Regions from separate parts of the Rattus norvegicus genome. Here regions 2 and 3 are each linked to region 1. A link is a contact called in public Hi-C data. All regions are on one chromosome and are shown on one strand. Each heading gives the region's core, a stretch centred on a gene start, on an enhancer-like site or on the middle of the called end of the contact. The rest is flanking DNA. Distances are from core to core; before and after follow the strand shown.

What was found. Hi-C and Micro-C count contacts between places; a contact is called where the count stands out from the background.
Region 2: a contact with region 1 is called in a Hi-C map of Schwann cells, with 5 times the contacts expected there. The contact joins two enhancer-like sites. A contact is called at or near these places in 2 of 12 Hi-C or Micro-C datasets (the A7r5 cell line and Schwann cells).
Region 3: a contact with region 1 is called in a Hi-C map of Schwann cells, with 6 times the contacts expected there. The contact joins two enhancer-like sites.

What each region holds. Positions count from the first base shown.
Region 1 is chr1:64,223,475-64,226,437 of GRCr8, reverse strand. No RefSeq gene overlaps it. Among named protein-coding and RNA genes, the nearest start is that of Thbs2, 150 kb to the left of the region's middle. Within about 2 kb of position 1,512, at least 12 of the 93 cell types and tissues checked have an H3K27ac peak or open chromatin away from gene starts, as enhancers often do. A contact at or near this core is called in Schwann cells, where this site is marked.
Region 2 is chr1:64,459,228-64,462,190 of GRCr8, reverse strand. No RefSeq gene overlaps it. Among named protein-coding and RNA genes, the nearest start is that of Thbs2, 88 kb to the right of the region's middle. Within about 2 kb of position 1,425, at least 9 of the 93 cell types and tissues checked have an H3K27ac peak or open chromatin away from gene starts, as enhancers often do. A contact at or near this core is called in Schwann cells, where this site is marked.
Region 3 is chr1:64,392,135-64,395,097 of GRCr8, reverse strand. No RefSeq gene overlaps it. Among named protein-coding and RNA genes, the nearest start is that of Thbs2, 21 kb to the right of the region's middle. Within about 2 kb of position 1,402, at least 10 of the 93 cell types and tissues checked have an H3K27ac peak or open chromatin away from gene starts, as enhancers often do. A contact at or near this core is called in Schwann cells, where this site is marked.

The sequences.
Region 1 (2,963 bases), core at 263-2,762:
CAATAATACTCAACTATTCTACAAAATATAAAGGGAAAGAATTCTGCCAAACTCTTTTGATGAAACCATGATTCCATAATGTCAAAACCACGCACGCGCAGGCACACACACACACACACACACACACACACACAGAGAGAGAGAGAGAGAGAGAGAGAGAGAGAGAGAGGCACACACAGGTATGCACACACACACACACAGAGGCACACACATGCACACACACACCACACACCACACACACATACACACACGCACACATGCACTGACGCACACGCGTGCACACACACACACACACACACTACTGACTAATCTCTCTGATGAACACAGATGCAAAACTTTTCAACAAAACATTTGCAAATGGAATTCAAGATCATATCAAAAGATCACTCTCTGGATCAAATTGGATTCATCTTTAGAGATTCAGGAGTGATTCAACATACATAAACCAATATATATCATTCATCACATAAGTGGACTCAGACAGAAATCACACGACATCTCAATAGATGCAGAAAAGCTTTTCACAAAAACCACAACATTTCTTCATAGTGAAATCCACAGGGAGGAACATATTGCTATGTGATAAAGGCTGTATGTGAGAATGCTAAAGCCAACATCGTACTAAATGGGAAAAGTGTTTCACACTAAGTTCGGAAACCAGGTAAGGCTGCCCACTCTCTCCATGCCTATTTATAATAGTGCTTGAAGTCTTAGCTAGAGCAGTAAGACAAGAGAAAGTATTAAAATTAATATAGATGAAATAGGAAGGTCAGAATCCAAGGTACCCCTGCTTTCAGATATGATTCTATATATAAGATTTTAAAGACGCAACAAAAAGTCGCCTTAACGCTAATAAACACTTTCATCAAAGTGGTAGGACAAAAAAAATAATGCAAACACCCAAACAATACCTTTCTATATAACAATGACAAGCATACTGGAAAAATTAGAGCAAGGGCAGCTTACACCTACTAGCTCTAAGACCAGTTATTACTCCAGAACATTTAAAGACACTTCTGTCTGCCTAGAGTCAGGAAAGGATTGGGCATTGGGAAAACAAATATCTTGCAGGATAGTGGAGTGTATGGCCACAGAAAGCAGACTCGGAGGATGGCACACACCTTGATCATTGCCAAGCACAGTCAATGCTGGCCGAGCTGGGCACCAGGGAGCTCACGCTGCCTTCATAACAAGGAACTGAATGGGTATCTGGGTAGGAGCCAATTTTTCTAGAGCTCTTCAGCAAACCCGGAGCCATCTGTTTGTCCCCACCCATTGAAACCAGCGTGATTATGTTTGTTTGCATATTTTCCTTCTTAGCCACTCAAGTAGTGGACCAGTAAAGGTTCTTAATCAATTCTGGGAAATGTGAAACAATGGCCAGGACAGTCAGAATTCATTACGCAGAAGCCCAGAAGGGAACTCTGAGGTTAGGGTGAGGATCAGCTAGTGTCCCCGTTTCTTCATTTCTCCTAGTGAGTCACAGCTGAGTTATGAACCTGCTTCATCTCGTGCGACAACCATACGGAATACAGAAGTTCCTCACCCACGTTGGGTGGAGGGGTTGGCTCTGAGGTGATTAGTGACTTCACCTAAAACGGATCTATGGGTTTCGTATGAGGCCCTCTGGCGCCACCAAGTGGACAGTTTAGCAACCCCTCTGGTCACTCTTGCATAATTTGCTGCAGAGTCCCAGTTCCTGAGTCCCGATTCTGGATTAAAATGTGAGTTTTGTTATTGTCTGTCTGTCAGACATCCTCATTTTCCTCTGCAATCCATCTTCAGATCTATGACTTTCTGGGTGTTTTAAAAAATATTTTGCATACAGCACCACACACTGCTCCAGCGAGCACAAAGTCTCGTTTGGCCGAGCCCTTGAGAATCAATTGGTCCTATCATTGTGCCAACATTCTCCAGATCACCACATAAAGTGGGAAAACGTGCGTATCACCTATGGGATCCGGAGTCTTTCACACGTGATAATGGAATGGTGGTTTGCCATGGTTCTGTGTGGATCCAGAATGTTTCATGGTACGAATGGACCACAGCTGGCTCATGCCTCATGAATGTGCGTTGCAAATACTTCTGTGCAAATGTAGATTTCTAATCACTCCAGTCTGTTTTAGAGACGACTTTTGGGGTTTAGGGGAAGTATCTAATCCTTTCTGAGAATCTACGAAGCTGCTCCAGGGCACTGGGCTGCTTCTGCACCTCACCAGCAGGAAGGAGGAACCTTGAGTCAGTGTGTGTGTGTGAATGTGTGTGTGTGTGTGAGTGTGTGTGAATGTGTGGGTGTGGGTGTATGCATAGGTGTGTGTGTGTGTGTGTGTGTATGCATAGGTGTGTGTGTGCGCGCGCGCGTGCGCGCGCGCGTGCGCGAGCTCGCATGCCCATATGTATGACTGAAGGCATGTGCATGCCACAATACACTTTTGAAGGTCCGAATCACTTTGGGTGTCCATCTTTGACTTCCACCTTGCCTGACATAGCACTTCTTGTTTGCCACTAAGTACAGCTAGTTAGCTCTCCTGTAAGTTTCCAGGAAGTCTGTCTCCACCATGATCCAAGAGCACTGGAATTACAGATGTGTGTTACTGCACTAGGCTTTCCATGAGTTCTGGGCCTGGGTATTTAAACTCCAGTCCTCGGGCTCATGTAGAAAGCACTATACGTGTTGTGCCATTCCACAGCTTCATAGAATGTTGTCAAGAAATCTCTCGTTGGTGGCTTCTGCTCTGCTTTTATGTCCTGACAATAATGAGGGTTGAGGGCAGGGACCTCCACTGTGCTATCCAAGTGCTGAGTTACAGCCCCGGCACAGTTTTATTTTAGTTGAGTTATAACAATGCTCACAGAGAGGCAAGAAGGCTAAGGGTACAAATCTTCAGAAAGCCACTTCACTGGATGCAAGATTTCCAGTTCGATCACATCCAGCACTCGACTTTGCATTCTCCCAGCTGTAT
Region 2 (2,963 bases), core at 176-2,675, 240 kb before region 1:
CAGCCCTTTCCTGGGTCTTCAGCCTGACCTACAGACCCCAGGAAGCCAATCCCACAACCACACAAGCCAATTCTTTAAACCCTTGCTCTCCCTCCCCAACTACCCTCTTTTCTTCTCACCCTCTGTTTCTCTCCCTCCCCTCTTTGCCCTTTCATTCCCCCTTCCTTAACCTCCCATGTAGTTGGCACATGGTGAGCATGTGGTGGAACCAATGGGTTTGGAGCCCTGGGACACATATGCAGGGAGGGACTGGAGTTGTGTTAGTCAATTCCCAGCCCTTCTTGGTCACAGTCAGGGAGATGAAGCTCTGAGCTTCAGCAGGTCACTGTGAGCCGTGAGGATGAGCTTGGAGTCCACTGTATGTAGACACTGAGGTTAAGCAGTGAACAGTAGAGGCTACAGATGGGAGGGGGCAGTGGGCAAGACGTAAGTGCAGACAAGGTTGTAGGGATGGCAGGAGACAGAGAGAGGAGCTGCAGCAACAGGGTCCCAGGGGCAAGCTTGTCTTTATTGTCATTTAGTGGAGGCATGAAGGTGGGGGGCATTTCCAATAAATAGCAAGAGAGATGATTTTGAAAGAGAGAGACACTGGCCGTGTCATAAGTGTGAGTGGGGGTCACAGTCAAGGAACAGGTGAATCAAACAGAAACACCCACAAATGCTTTACCTTCAAGACACTGCCAACATCCAGACAGAACTGCTGGAACAAGTGCTTTGAAACTAGCCGGCAACATCTAGAGAAGGGCCTGAGTAAAAACCACATCCAGTTCATGGAAAAAAGAACGAGAATAAAATGCCAACCCTCAGGCGTGGTGATGTCATGAAGACATGGTACGGACCTGAGAAGAGTATCTCCCACCACTGTGATCCCAGCATGCTTTGCAAACAGCCTACGTGGGTCCGATGACCTGGCCAAGAACCAATAGGCCAAGTTTTCCATATTTACACGATGTTTTAATGTCATCACTACAACTCCAACCTTTTTCTCAATAAAAGCTATTAGTGAAAGCAATTTAAAACAACAGGAAGGCAGTTCTGACTTTAAGGACTCTAATCCCCCACAAGCTGATCCTGAAATATTCATGTGTTTATCTCTGGCTGTTTGAATGCTGTAGTATCTGCTTGGGTAATTCAGCATTCGATTTGAATAGAGAGCTCTCAGCTATTCTGTTTGTCCTGGAATGTGGGCTGTGATCAGAGTGAAACCTTTTCAGTAAAATTAACTGTCTGTTCAGATTTTCATCACCAACCATCTTTTTGCAAAAAACAATAACAGTCAAGCGTGTTCTAGGATACTTGGAAGGAAAAGAAGAAGAAAGTTCAGAGGCAAAGCTTGGTCTAAGTTCTGACGCTGAAGCTGCAATTACTCCTCACAGCAGGAATGTTCTGGGCCTGGCCTGACCATGCTCTTGGCACAAGGCGCCATTGTTTATGCCAGCCTGAGAGACTCTTGAATTCATGTCCTTTGATTGAGCATTTTTATGAGGCCTGCATAAATCATGTCCCTTGAGATGGTAGCCCTGGCATGCAGTTGGCTTGCCTTTTTACAGGCATCGTGATGTGTGAGAGGCCTTCTCTCTCTTCAGATGATCCTTCTGCTCTGATTTCCTTTGCCCTGCATCCAAGGAAACTTCCCTGCATTGTCTCAGACATCACCCTTTAACCCAGTTCGTGACTATTAGAGCAAGTTTATCTTGTGTTATTCATCAATTGCAAGTGCAAGAAACTGGGTGAATCCATGGAAAGGGCGTTACTAAATTTCTCTTCTAGTTCACATCCTTGGCAGGTTGGGTTTTACTGTGTCTTTCTAGAAGAGTGGTTCTCAACATTCCTAGTGCTGTAACCCTTTTAGTACAGTTCCTCATGTTATGATGATCCCAAGTATGAAGTTATTACTGTTCCTATTTCATAACTGTATTTTCCTATTGTTATGAGTCATAATGTAAATATCTGATATGCAGGATATCAGATATGTGACCCCCACGGAAGGGTCATTTGATTCCCCAAAAGGTTGTGACCCACAGGTTGAGAAACACTGTTTTAGAAAGTTGTCTTATAAATATTTTAATGTTGTCCCTTTAAGGGCCAGCAATATCTCAAGGCATAAAAATTACCTAAAATAGGTGAATGGATAAACTTAGACTTCAGCAAAATTTAGAATACACAATTCTCAGAGGACAAACTTAAGATATTTTCATTCACCTGCACAATTCACAAAGAGGACCCACAAATCAATGACAAAAAGATAGTCAGTCACAGTAAAAGTTGCACAGCAAGTGCCAGGGACACTTAACAGAACAAGCACCCCAGTGCCCAGTGAGCATTTGAGGGAGGGCACAGGTGAAATGTGATTAAGATGAACAAATAAACCTTCAGAGAATGAAACTATATCCTCACAAGAACGCCCTAGGCTACAGAGGCCTCCAATCTGGCTATTGAGCACACAGTGGGAAGAACCCTCACCAATCACTAAGTTTATGGAATAGTCTATGATTCCAAGAACATTCCTAGCAATGTTTACTAAGCGTATACATACCCTGCCCTTTGACCGAGCAGTTCTGGGTAGGACCGGCACAAATGGATAGCCACAAGATACATTGAGGATATTTACAAAACCCAACCTGAAACAGCATGCAGTTCATGATCAAGGGTTGTATAGGTGACCTTGCCAGAGAAATCGGATGACAGAATCCAATGGGAATAGAAATAAGAGAGAGGGGGAGGTCTGGATGCAGAACTTCTGGATATTTCAGACAGAGAGAGAAAATCACAAAGACTAGAAGAGCCTCTGCAAGGGAATATTGATGAAAAGATATCTAGATCAGGTTTACCTCTGGTTATTTCTGTTTGTGGTTATCATGATTAGGTTAACTGAGTGGGAAGACCTACTCTAAGTCTCTGTCTCTGTCTCTGTCTCTGTCTCTGCCTCTCTCTCTCTCTCTGTCTCTGTCTCTGTCTCTGTC
Region 3 (2,963 bases), core at 153-2,652, 170 kb before region 1:
AAGTGAGGACGACATGGCTTTTTATTAAAAGGTAAATGGATAAACTGTGCGGAGCACCCACCCACATGATGGGATACTGCACGGCAGGAAAAGCACAGGGTCAGTGCTCCACAGTGCCACAGGGATGAGTTAAGTCTTACATGCTGAGAGTCAAGCCAGAGCACAGAATCATACGATCGTGATTTCATCTACATAACATTGTAGAATAGCAAGCTAATCTATAGTGACAGGACTTGTGGCAAGAACCAGAGGGAAGGGCTAGGGAGGTAACAGATTTTCCCGAAATCTTAAGAGATGGCTTTCCCATTGGATGGCTCAGTATTTACCAAGTTATGCATCTTACGTATGTGGTACTTATTTTAACTATCCAAAAAGGATTTAATATTGAAACTAACAAAGATTTTCAGTACATACAAAGTTCCAGAAAAGAGGAAGTAATCTGTAGAGATACAGAAAATCAGTATTTGCTAGATCAAGGCTGAGCCAGTCTGAATGCAGCAGAATGCAGGGAGATCTCCAGAGTGGTGAGATGTTTGTGGAACGCACAACTGCAATTGAATCTTCAGCACACGTAAATTACACCTCAACAATGCTTCATTCAAAACACCAAGTATAATTCCTACCTTCTGTTCTTCAAGTTATTTGTTTCAGAGACCACATTTTAATAGTACTGAGAGTTCAAAAGAAAGGAGTAATGACAACTAGAGCATCAACTTCATTCATTCGTTTGTTTTTTATTGGGGAGCTAGTCTTACAAATATATATTTCTGGGTCATTATGAAATATATCTGTATTGAAGAAATGTTTTTAAGCACAAAATTATGGGACTCTTCCTTTCTGTAGGAAACTCTACTTTAGGAAGAAGGAGGATAGAAACCATTTAAGCTTTAGAAAGTTCAAGGGAGCAGAACATGTGCTTTGCTGTAAGAGTCTGACCTTAGTCACCTATTCCTAACTGTTACCCTGCAAAGGATGAATTAGAACCATCTGATTTGGTTATATTTGTAGGATGTTTGTATGAGCAACTCCTTAGAATGTTTTAATTGTTTCTTTTTATAATCGCTTGGTAACAACTCCCCCTTTAATAGTTTAAATGTCACACTCAGATGTCAAATGAGTAATGTAAAAGATTTGAGCATATACAATGGCCATGTGTAATGGCCGGAAACATCCCATTATACTCTTCCCGGGCTGCTCCCACCCAGAGAGGATATGGGTGGTTTTAATTATTTGTTGAAGAACACAAGTCTATAAAATATTAGCTATGACGAAATGGAGAGAATATTTTGAGGCAGCTACAGACAAAACGCTGCTGTCAAGAAGATGAAAGGTTGTATGAGTCACCTTGTGTAGGGAGAGCTGACCCCATTTCCCAAGTGGGGAGCTCATCATCTCCTAGGCGATTGCACAATGGGGTGGCAGCTCACACAGAGTCCTTGAGGCCCTGGGTGAGTTCACTGTCCACACTGTGTTATATATCGCTCAACAGTGGCTGGGGGCCAGATGCCCCCAAACCTAGGAAAGCCCAGACTACCAAAAGCTATCTCCACAGTAACTGTCATACCATGGAGAGGATCTGGTGCTGAGGTATGAATATTAATGAGCTATTAAATGGGAGTCAGTCTCATTCCAACAGTGCTTCATGACAAGTGAAATTATGGGACACCTAGAGCAACAAGAACATGCTATTTTTATTCAGGCTTTTTAGAGGTCAACTGTCTAAATGAAGATGTGAAACACTATGAAAAATGAAGGGGGTGTTTCCTGAAGGTGAGGCAATGAGTTCAGGCTTCAACAGCCCATCCCACTCCCAGTGACACAGGCAATGGGCAGTAAAATGTATGGGTATAGGTCGCACTGGAGCAAAAGCAAGCAGGCAAACCGTGCTCAAATAAAATCTAACTGCAGAAGGGGCCACACCTGGGAGTGAGCCCCAACAGTAAGAGCTGCAAAGACAAAATGCAGAAATCTGGACATAAGAATAGAATAGATCGGTCATTTCTCTCAGAAGAGATGCAGAAGCCAGCAATGCACACTAGGTGAAAAACTGCTTACTTCCCTCTTGGTTTGCTCCATTTAAAGTTCCTTAATCCTGAGCTGACACAGTTACTCCCCAGGGGTTCACTCTTTCCTGTCAGCCCAATCTCTTCCTAAATGGGGGCAGGACAGGAACTCATTGGAGACAGCAGATAGGTAGGATGTTGACTTCCCAGCCCTAGTCAGGTGCCCTCTACTCAGGCTTACTCTGCTCTTTTGTGCTGGTGGTCACTTGACACTCTGAGTCACTGCTCTTGGATGCAAGAGTTGGCAAGTTTTCAGTTAATGAATACGCGCTGTGTTGCAGGTCAGTTTGATACCCTGCTGCTCTGGGCTTTGATTGGACTGGTCTATGTCGTGAGTTCCCAAGTGTGGGCTGCACAGCTCACAGGTTTCAGTCTTACTGCCTTGGGCTTCAGTCAGGAGTGTCAATCCCTTTTGTTCTCTTCTCCGGGAAGGATGAACACTGACACTCAGCTTTTTTAATTGTTTTGAGGTTTAACCAGGCAACGCTGAACAACAGTAGCAATGAGAATTATTCAAGGAGCACTTCCGCCTTGAGTACCCCTTTCTGTGTGAGTGCTGACTGGGGAGACCTTCGAGGACAAGGTAAAGTCACAGAGCTGGAGTGTGCAGTCAAGCAACTCATACCCCCATTGTCTAGTCCACAAGACCCAAGGGAGGTTGAGGAGATAAAACAATCTTTCTTCTTCTTTTGTCTGAGATGAATCAGAGGAACCAGAAAACGTCTGCCAATAGATGTTTTCATGTATAATTGGAAATACAAACCTGTGAAAAGCATTTAAACCTGGGGCTATGTAAATCAAAGTTGAGATTATGGGAGCCTCTCAATTTATGCAGAAGTGAGGAGAGGGAGTGACTTCAGAGGACAGAGGGTTCTGCACAGGGGTGTGGGGGGTGAATAG